2 separate regions of the Mus musculus genome follow, and region 2 is linked to region 1. The links are chromatin contacts, called in public HiChIP or PLAC-seq maps. All regions are on one chromosome and are shown on one strand. The core of a region is the stretch at or near the end of the contact, and the rest is flanking DNA. Distances in the headings are between cores, read along the strand shown. Region 1 holds the start of Tmem14a (transmembrane protein 14A). Region 2 has its middle 26 kb from the start of Khdc1a.

What was found. HiChIP or PLAC-seq counts read pairs in DNA pulled down with a chosen protein or histone mark.
Region 2: a contact with region 1 is called in a CTCF HiChIP or PLAC-seq map of CD8 T cells, with 6 read pairs. The contact joins the enhancer-like site here to the promoter of Tmem14a in region 1. A contact is called at or near these places in 1 of 39 promoter capture datasets (liver), 1 of 15 datasets of contacts at CTCF or cohesin (CD8 T cells), 19 of 484 Hi-C or Micro-C datasets (B cells, CD4 T cells, DN3 thymocytes and 13 more), 8 of 115 datasets of contacts at active chromatin or transcription factors (CD8 T cells, bone marrow-derived dendritic cells, embryonic stem cells and 4 more) and 1 of 9 other capture datasets (liver).

What each region holds. Positions count from the first base shown.
Region 1 is chr1:21,216,156-21,220,554 of GRCm38.p6, reverse strand. Tmem14a (transmembrane protein 14A) reads right to left here and starts at 1,980. Exons shown (of 5, transcript NM_029398.3): 1 at 1,666-1,980. The region is part of intron 1 of Gm28836 (a long non-coding RNA gene); the gene reads left to right.
Region 2 is chr1:21,321,209-21,326,111 of GRCm38.p6, reverse strand. It overlaps the pseudogene Gm21909. Among named protein-coding and RNA genes, the nearest start is that of Khdc1a, 26 kb to the left of the region's middle. Within about 2 kb of position 1,686, at least 12 of the 459 cell types and tissues checked have an H3K27ac peak or open chromatin away from gene starts, as enhancers often do. A contact at or near this core is called in CD8 T cells, Th2 cells, liver and 1 more, where this site is marked.

The DNA of each region.
Region 1 (4,399 bases), core at 731-3,230:
CACCCTGTAAGGGGAGTCTGTGGGTCTTGCCCCAAGGTCAGTGAAGGGTTAAGCCAGCAAGCCTTACAGGCAGACTTAATGTTTCCTAGCTGTGGTAGTGGAACATACTCAGGAAAGGCAGGGGGACATGAATCTGGAGCTGAATGCAGTGGAGCTATCAGTTGATGAGAGTGCCCACCTGTGAGAAAGGACAATAAAGGGGAGCGTGCATGCATTTGAGAGTCAGCCTTGAGAGTCTACAGCCTGGAGGTGGGCAAGGCTGGGGAGTTACAAGCAAGGCTCCCTACTGGTCTCTGTCTTGGAGCACTAGTGGAATTAAGGGTGGGAAGTCTTGATGCTTTTCCCTTAGTCAGAGTCTCTGGGCAGTAGTGTGTGTGTGTGTGTGTGTGTGTGTGTGTAAGCACGAGAGCATGTTTGTGTGTGCACATACACATATATTTGAACTATTCACTGATGTGCCTAATAGTCAAGAAGACATACTTTTTTAAAAATCCAAAGCTAATAGCACAGATTATTCGTCACTGGATAGTAACGTGGATTCTAATTTTTCTTCTAAGCTAACTTAAAATATGAAAAGTGAGTTCACCTTCTTGAGTCCCCCAACTGATCGTGTGACCCTGTTTCAATAAGAGATAAATTCCTTTAATTTCCTGCTTGAGATTCGTTGCCTGTCAGATTCTTTTTCTCTGCCAGCCAAGCTCAAGTAGGGCAAACCCACACTAGTTCATCCATTGCTGACCTGCACACAGCTCCAAGCGCACTGCCCTGAGAGAATGAGTGGGTGGCTCCAATACACAGCCTGTGTGGAAGTTATCCAGTGGCTGGCCACCCCCCCAACCCACACCCACACCCCCACTGCCTCACCATCCTTGGCTACATTGTCAGGAATCCCACAATTCCTGCGTCTCCACAGAGAACTGAGTTTAGTTCTATAGAAGGGTAAAATTAATCCATTGCCAACAATTGCTTACTGTGAAAACTTACACAAGTCAGTTATCTTGCTGGCTTCTTCTGGAAAGCAAAGGACACTTGCCTCCCCGCACCTGCTTCCCAAACCCCAAAGGGTGTAAGAACTTGAAAGTTGTGGAATGTGGCTGGAAGAGGGAGGCATGTTCACTGCATGTTCATGCAACAGACAGAGGCTAGGTGCTGATATAGGACTGGAAAACGTCCTGGATGCAATGCAACAAAATTATTCACTGCTTAGCATAGGAAACTGAAAATCCCTCCGCAGCCCCACCATCTCAGGTCCTCCTGAATCTTCTCCACCCACTAAGATATCTGTAAATAAGTATGCACAAAGCATTTTCACATAAAAATAAACTAATTACCTATGATCTAAGTGGGCATGAGAGCCATTTTTGAAGCAAGTCTTGGTTGAACTTTACCTACCACCACGCCTCACCTCTGGGAAGGTAAAGAGTAAGACAGATGCGATATTTAGGGCCCCCAGGAAAGCAGAAATTCAGGAAATTGGAAGGATGAGCCAGAAAAGATCTGTGGGAGGGCAGATGCCATTCCCTCCCTCCCTCCCCAGGTCGTCTGAACTGTTTTCTGCTGTGAAGATCGAGGGACTGAAGGAGAGGGCGGATGCTCAGCAAAGAACGGTTTATTCTCATGCCTTTGCATGAAAAGTTTCTTTTAAGGGATGGATGCACAGCTCACCTGCACCCTTGAGCACTTGCTGCAGCTGGTGAAAGCGGAAAAAGCGCAAGAGTAGTCCCTCAATCCGGAAGCAGTTCTGCGCAGGCGCACTGCCTAGCTGCGACCCGCCTTAGAGAGCAGAGTGCACAGAGCTGAGTCCTCTCTGGAGCTGGTTCGTGCGTTGTAGAGTCCTGGATCCCAAGTTCTTCTACTGTCCTCGGCCTGGGAGTGGGGTGCAGCTCTGGGCCAGCAGAGGCCAAGACCCTGGGAAGTGAAGTCGCTTCCCCACCCGGCTGTGTAGGCCCCGAGAGCGCAGGGTTGGAGTCTGCTTCCCCCTGCCGGCCGGGATGATGCTTGCAGAGGGACTCCTTGGTTTAGCTAGGATCCCCCTACATCGTCATAAGAATTTTAGGAAGGTAAACAACATATACATAGTCTACAAATTGTTTCCACTTTCAGTGGAGGTGGGGACGTTCCAGAATGCGAAGGTCTTCAGGATCAGTGAAAGTTAACCTGATTTCAAGGCATGAATGCCGGTAGGTAGATAAGGGCATAGATAGCCTCCTGATCTTTTACTCTTTTACTCTGTGGGATCAAGGTATCCAGGTTTAGATGATCAGGAGGTGTGGCACATAACGCCACAGTTGGAAAGAATTTTGAGTCCTGCAAGGCTAGGGGAATCAGTTTCCAGAAAATCTCCTTACACTGACATTAAATTGTGTCTCTTGGTAAATTCTCATGCGACTCCAGTTGGGCTTTCTAGGATGGAAATAGTAATTAGGATGAACACTGTGCCCTCCCTTATACAACAGCAATCAAGGTATTCAGGAAAGCTCCAGAATTCTCGGAGGTGAGGAGTAATAGAATTACCTCAAAGACATATACATTAATTATATACATTAAACAGGTGGCATTTGTTTGTTGATCCTACACACCACACCACACACACACACACACACACACACACACACACACATTTGGAGAAGTAATGTGACTGCTTTTGAGAACTGGGAAATCTATACTGCTCCTAGAGAATTAATCAGACCCTGGAAGTGTCGCAGGGGCGCTGACATAGGGCTATGGAGTGACACGGAGCTATGGAGTTAGTCCCATCCTAAAGTTTGCTTTCAGATTCTCCTGGTTCTCTCTTCTTCCCACATCCTGATTGTGCACACGTGGCCTAGCTATCTCTGTCTCTGTCTCTCTCTGTCTGTCTCTCTCCCTTCCCCCCCCCTCCTCAGATTCAGAACTCTTTCCTACTCAAAGTCTAAAAATAATATGAAAACCCTCTTGGAAAGCTTTATTATTTCCATGGCATGCTTGGGTAAATGATGGCTCCTTTACTCACAGTGGATTTAGAGTTTGGTCTTTGTTGTTGTTCTGTTGGTCTGAAAGTTGGAGCACAGTCCTTCTTGTGCAGTCTGTTGCACTTAAACACCCCTCATACCATCAGCCCCGGCAGCAGATTAAGATATGGCTCAGAATAGACACTCAGAGATTCTCCTACTAAAGTACCAGAAGATGAAGCCGCCACAACATGCTCCTATTCAGTGATTCTAAATGAACCCCAGAGAACATCTCTCTGTAGGGCATTTGGGATTCCACACTGTCAGATATGTGGAACAGGACTGCTCTTAGGTAGAGGGAACTTGTCACCTGAGCTCAAGCCATCAGCTGCCACCTGCTCGAGTGGAAGCCAAGGGTGGAGCTGAGGATGAGGGTGCAGTGAAACCTTCGGCCTTTGCCAACCTGTAAGACTGTCTACCTACGATCCATGGTGACAGAGACACAATTCCCTGTGGCCTCAGCACCTCTGCCAACTTGTAAGACTGTGTGATAGTTAGAGTGAAAATGGCCCCTAAATGCTCATAGCAGTGGCACTATTAGGAGGTGTCCCCTTGTTTCATGAAGTATGTCACCGGGAGTGGGCTCTGTCTCTTGGCCTTGAGATGCTCGAGCCAGGCCCAATGTCACCCTTTCTTCCTGATGTCTGTACTTCCTAATATATAACCCTCAGATCCCCAAGTGTCTGCCTTCATGCCACCATTTTTCCTGACATGATGACAATAGGCTAAATCACGGAACCATAAGCCAGCCCCAATTAAGTGTTTTTTTCTTTATAAGAGTTGCTGTGGTCATGTCTCATCGTGGCAATAAAAACCCCAACTAAGACAGACTTTTTGTCCATATTTCGTAGTAACAGAGATGCACAATTCAGTATGGCCTAGAGCCTTTGGCATGCCGGAGAAATACATAAAATCTCAAAGGAAGCTCGGTTAATAAATATCCTGAAGAGTAAATGGTCTTGAGTTATGTCTATCAGCATAACTTCAGAATTGTGTCACATGTAAGTACTGTCATGAACTGTCTGTAATGGGACTGTGTGTGGTCCCCCATGATAGGAGACACACAGCAGTGCTACTGTGGATTGATGTGTATTTCCCTAATGCAAACAGTGAGATTAAATTAGAGGTTAGTGGAAACAGAAAATTCTTTACTCTGCCTGACATTTGCACCTGCTTCCAATCCTTACAGTTTTGAGAATTGCAGATCCCAGAGGAAAGCTGCTAGCTCTGTAGTAATGGGTGTTTCCATAGGTAGAGGAGAGGAGAAAATGGTGGAAGGGAGAAGCAGGCCACCAGTCCATTTGTCCAGCCCGCTGTCTAATCAGTCAGGACTTTCTGAGTTATTCTCACTGGGTCCTAAGCCTGATTCTCAACAATCACTGAGAAAGTCAGTGTGTCTCAGGTATTCC
Region 2 (4,903 bases), core at 437-2,936, 110 kb before region 1:
AAAACAAATAAAACAAGCAAAAAGGTTCCCCTTCTGCAGGGGACAGTATGAATTAGGTTTTGGTATAGTATCCAGAGCCATTTGCCTGCCACTGAAGTAGTGTAGAAGTCTGCCTGCCAGTCAGGGGCTGCTAGCCTAGCAGGATGTTTTGCAGGCAGCCATATTTCCTGACCCATGGATGCATGGATCATTAGGAAGAGGTCCACTTGAGGCTCGAAACAAGGAGCTGAACCTATACCTTGGTGGAAAGAACAGAAGGGCTCTGTTAATAACAGATATCCTGTGTAAATGTCAGCAATTGTTTCTGCTAGTTTCTGGTTTTACTTCCCTTGGCTCTGTGGGGTATAAAAAGGCCATACTCAGTAAACTCGAGGCTGCAGTATACACTGGCAGTCCTCCTAAAATGATCTCTGTCTTTTTAAATCATCACTTCCCCTCAGAGGTACTGTTGGGCTTGTGCCAGCAGGCTCTGGTATGGTGTCACCCCAACAGGGACCTGAGAATTAGAGATCAAGTGAAGGACACCTCAGAAAAGTGAGCTCAGAAAAGGTAAGGGTGGAGAAAAAGACAAAATCGGAAATTGAAACAGTCGCATACTTTTTCATTGGTCTTGTAAACTTTATATGCCTCAATACAGGGGAACGCCAGGGCCAAGAAGTGGGAGTGGGTGGGTAGGGAAGTGTTTTGGGGAGGGCATGGGGGACTTTTGGGATAGCATTGGAAATTTAAATGAAGAAAATACCTAATTTTAAAAAAACATTAAAAAAAAAAAAAGAATATGCTTCATGATCACAGGGCTAAAGTAAGGCAATAGCAATTACAGAATTTTTAAGATTTTTGTAGAGAAGCGTTGTCCTTGGTTACCTGAGGAAGGTACAGTAAATTTAGTTACCTGGAAGAAGGTTGGGGAAAGACTTCAAGACTACTATGATGTGCATGGATCAGGTAAAGTACCTGTAGATACTTGTAGACTTTTGACTTTGGTTAGCAATGGATTAGATCCTAGACACAAGGAGGAGAAGCAGGTTTTGGAGAAGCAGCCCCTGTCTAGGGATGCTTCAACCATGGAGGAGAAAAAGTGAAACTAAGCCATCTACTCCTACAATCAAGCATAACTGATCCAGTTTTTGAGCTGCCACCTTATAAGAAAGAAGAAGAGACCCTAGATGTGGGAAATGCTTAGCAGCTGAAAGAGGAAGCCACTAAATATCATAGGGAGGTGAATTCTTCACCACATACTGTCTTGGTGGAACCGGAAATTCCTTCCAAGGATAGGTTAGTTACAAAGGAAGTGCAGCCAGTGCACTTCATTGTCTATGCAATGCAGCAGCCTGTAGGCTCAGCCAGATCAAGAGGAGGTCTTGGGACCATCAGAGTGGATTTCTAAGACTGAGAGCTAGTAAAATCTAAATCCTCATAGCTGAGCTGGATCCACTTCCAGGAGCAGAGCCACCAGTCATAGTAGTAGTACAGAAACCATCTGGGACACAGCCTTTGACTGGACCAAAGAGGCTTTTATCCCCCTTACAGGTGAAATTGAAAGAGGCTACCAAGAGAGGACATGATGTTCAGGGGTTTCATTTTCCATTTCTAGTTACAGAGCAGATTGATCCTCAAGGTTAATATAGTCAGAGATTATCAGCCTCTCCCCTTTAAACAGTTAAAGGAATAAAAGAAACTGTTTGCTCACAGTATGGGCTGACAGCCCTATTTACTCAGGCTATGCTCAAATCATTGGCCACAGGGACCCCTCCCTCCTGGAGACTGGAAGCAATTGGCAAGGGCATGCTTGTCAGGAGGAGATTTTTTTATTATTATGGAAATCAGAATTTGCTGAGAAACTCCAAAATACTGTGATCCATTGAGCACAGTGGATATCTATTATGTTTGAGACGCTAGCAGGAGAGGAGCAATAAATATGCTGTGACTGCTCAACAGTTAAATTTTAATCCAGCTGTTTATGCCTAGGTTAATACTGCAGCTAAGAAAGCCTGGTATAAACTACCTTCTACAGGGAGGCAGACTGAGGACTTATCTAAAATTAGGCAGGGTCCAGATGAGTTGTTCCAAGATGTGGCCAGGTTGTTGCAGACAGCAAGCAGACTTATGGGGGATTCTGAGGCAAGTTTATTACTGGAGAAGCAGCTTGCCTATGAGAATATTAATACTGTATGTCAGACAGTATTTACAGCCTTTTAGGGAAAAGGAAAATTTGCCAGATTATATCAGATTGTATTCTAACATAGGTCCATCATACACGTAAGGTATTGCTATGGCAGCTGCTCTGCAAGGAAAGATAGTAAAGGAGCTATTGTTTCAACACAGAAAAATCGAATAAAAGTAGAGTAGTTGTTCCTGCTGGAAGTTGTTATGGGTGTGGGCAAATAGGACATCAAGTCAAATAGCATCACAATAAAAACAGAACTAGGCTTCAGAGGTTTTCCCAGGACGGCCAACAGCCAGATTTATGTCCTAGATGTAAGAGAGGAAAACATTGAGCTAATGAATGCAAGTCCAAGAGAGATGATAGGGGGAATCCTCTCTCTCTCAGAGTAACTGGAGGAAGGGCCAGCACCAGGCCCGAAGCAGCAATATTATGGGGCACTACTTCCTTTCTCAGTAAAGAAATCTATTCAGGACCTCTTCTGAGAAACCCCAGGCAGAAAGCAGTTTCTCCACCAACATTAACACCTGAAGTGGGTATACAAACCCTACCTACAGGAGTGTATGGTCCTTTACCACTAGGTACCATAGATCTGCTCCTTGGAAGAAGTAGTGTTACCATGAAGGGTATTATGTTGGAGCCAGGTGTTATTGATAATGATTATACTGGAGAAATCAAAATTATAACACATTCCGCTATTGGGATTTCGGTTACTCAGTCAGGGCAACGTTTGGCATGTTATTATTGCTCCCTTAAGTTCAAATTAAGAATACTCTAAAAGAGGATAGAAGAGGAAATGCAGGTTTTGGATCCTCAGATGCTTATTGGGTACAAGCAAGAGGGGCTCAGAGCCTAGAGTTCATGCTAAGAATTAATTGAAGAGAGTTTCAGGGACTACTGGACATAGGGGCTGATGTCTCAGTGTCCATAGCAGATCAATGGCTTCAGGCTTGGCTAAAACAACCCACAGTTACACTACTACAAGGAATTGGTCAATGTTAATGTCCAGAACAAAGTACTGATATTTTATTCTGGAAGGATGAGGAGATGCCATGAAGGTATGTTCCAACCATACATTGTAAAAGGCCTACCAGTTAATCTACGGGGACGAGACGTGATGAGCAAAATGGGGGTTAACTTTATAGTCCTAACAAAGAAGTAACAAGACAGATGTTGAATCCAGGAATTTTGCCACACCAAGGCTTGGGAATTAAGGGGCAGGGAGTCCAGGAACTGGTAATACCTACTGAAAGACCTTATAGGGCTGGGTTAGAGTATTTTTGATAGAGGTTACTGGCCGAGCTCTGCTTCATGCTTGGAAGAGTGATATGGGTGGATTTACTGGCCTCTTACATAGGAAAAATAAATAAATAAAAGCCACAGAACAGTGAGCACCAGAGCAGCTTCATAGAAGACACATAGAATTCTAGTTCCCCTTAGGAAAAAAAAAAGAATTCTCCCATTTTTGTGATTTAAAAAGAAATCAGGAAAATGAAGACTGTTGCAAGATCTCCAGAGAGTTAATAAGACTATGGAATTAATGGGAACACTACAGTCATGGTTGCCTACCCCTTCTGCCATACCCAAAGATACTTTTAACATTCGATTTGAACAACTGTTTTGTACTATATCTCTTGCTCCAAAGGATTGTAAGAAATTTGCTTTTAGCATGCCCTCCACACATTTTCAAGAGCCCATGAAAAGATTTCATTGTAAGGTTTTACCCCTACCCATGGCAAACATCCCCAAGGTGTTTCAAAAGTTTGTGGCCCAAACTTTTTAATATTTTTCAAAACCTACTTTTAATGATGGTTCTAAAAGGCTTTAACCTCCCTTCTAGCCAACCACCCACCAGAGGTAGTGAGAAAGAAAGGATACAGGGGAAGTGAACCTGTTTAGAAATGGTTCTTTGGAACAAATAGCATCTGCCTTTTCAGGAAATCAGTGGTTCAGTTTATAGGTCAGTGGTAGTTAGATCCACTTGCAAACACTTCACAAATATACCAGCAGTTCAGCTCAGTAGAGTCAGAATAGTAAACACAAATCAGCATAGTCACATGACCTAGCAGAGACAGCCATGCCTCAGTCAAATTGGGAGGAGTCAGCAGGAGGGATTCAGACCAGCAGGGACACCAGGAGAAGTTCTTGGGCTGTGTCTCTCTCACCAAAGTAAAGATCAGCAAAAATGTGAGGCCAACAAGTGTTGCACAGCTAGCTCTATCAGGAATTCTCAAGCTCTTCTCAGTCCATTGAGTCCTATTTATATACCCTCCAGTCATCATGTGTCCGCCATGGGTCTGTCTCAGCTGACATCACTCTGCCAATCAGCCCAAGTCCACAGAAGTGGCAAGAAGCTGAAACACACCACCAGAAGTTTTTTAGTGAATTTCTATCTATGGAGTCTCAACAAATGGAGCTCAACTATGCAATGTAAGGTGGACTAATACATGTGTGCCATTAATGAAGAATTCCTCATCATGTGTCCTTTCAAATACTTGCTTTAGCAGAGCATCCTTTCACCTGTGTCTGCTTCAGCAAAATATTCTTTCATGTGTTTGCCCCAGCAAAACACCATCTAACACAACTGACTTTCCAAAAAACCCTAAAGTTTCCACATCACCAAGCTGTTATTAAAGCTAGACAAGCACATACTGAAGTATGTATAATTCATTATATGTATGATATTTTATTGGCCAATAAACAAGAAGGACTGCTATTAGCACCTTATGCTCATTTACA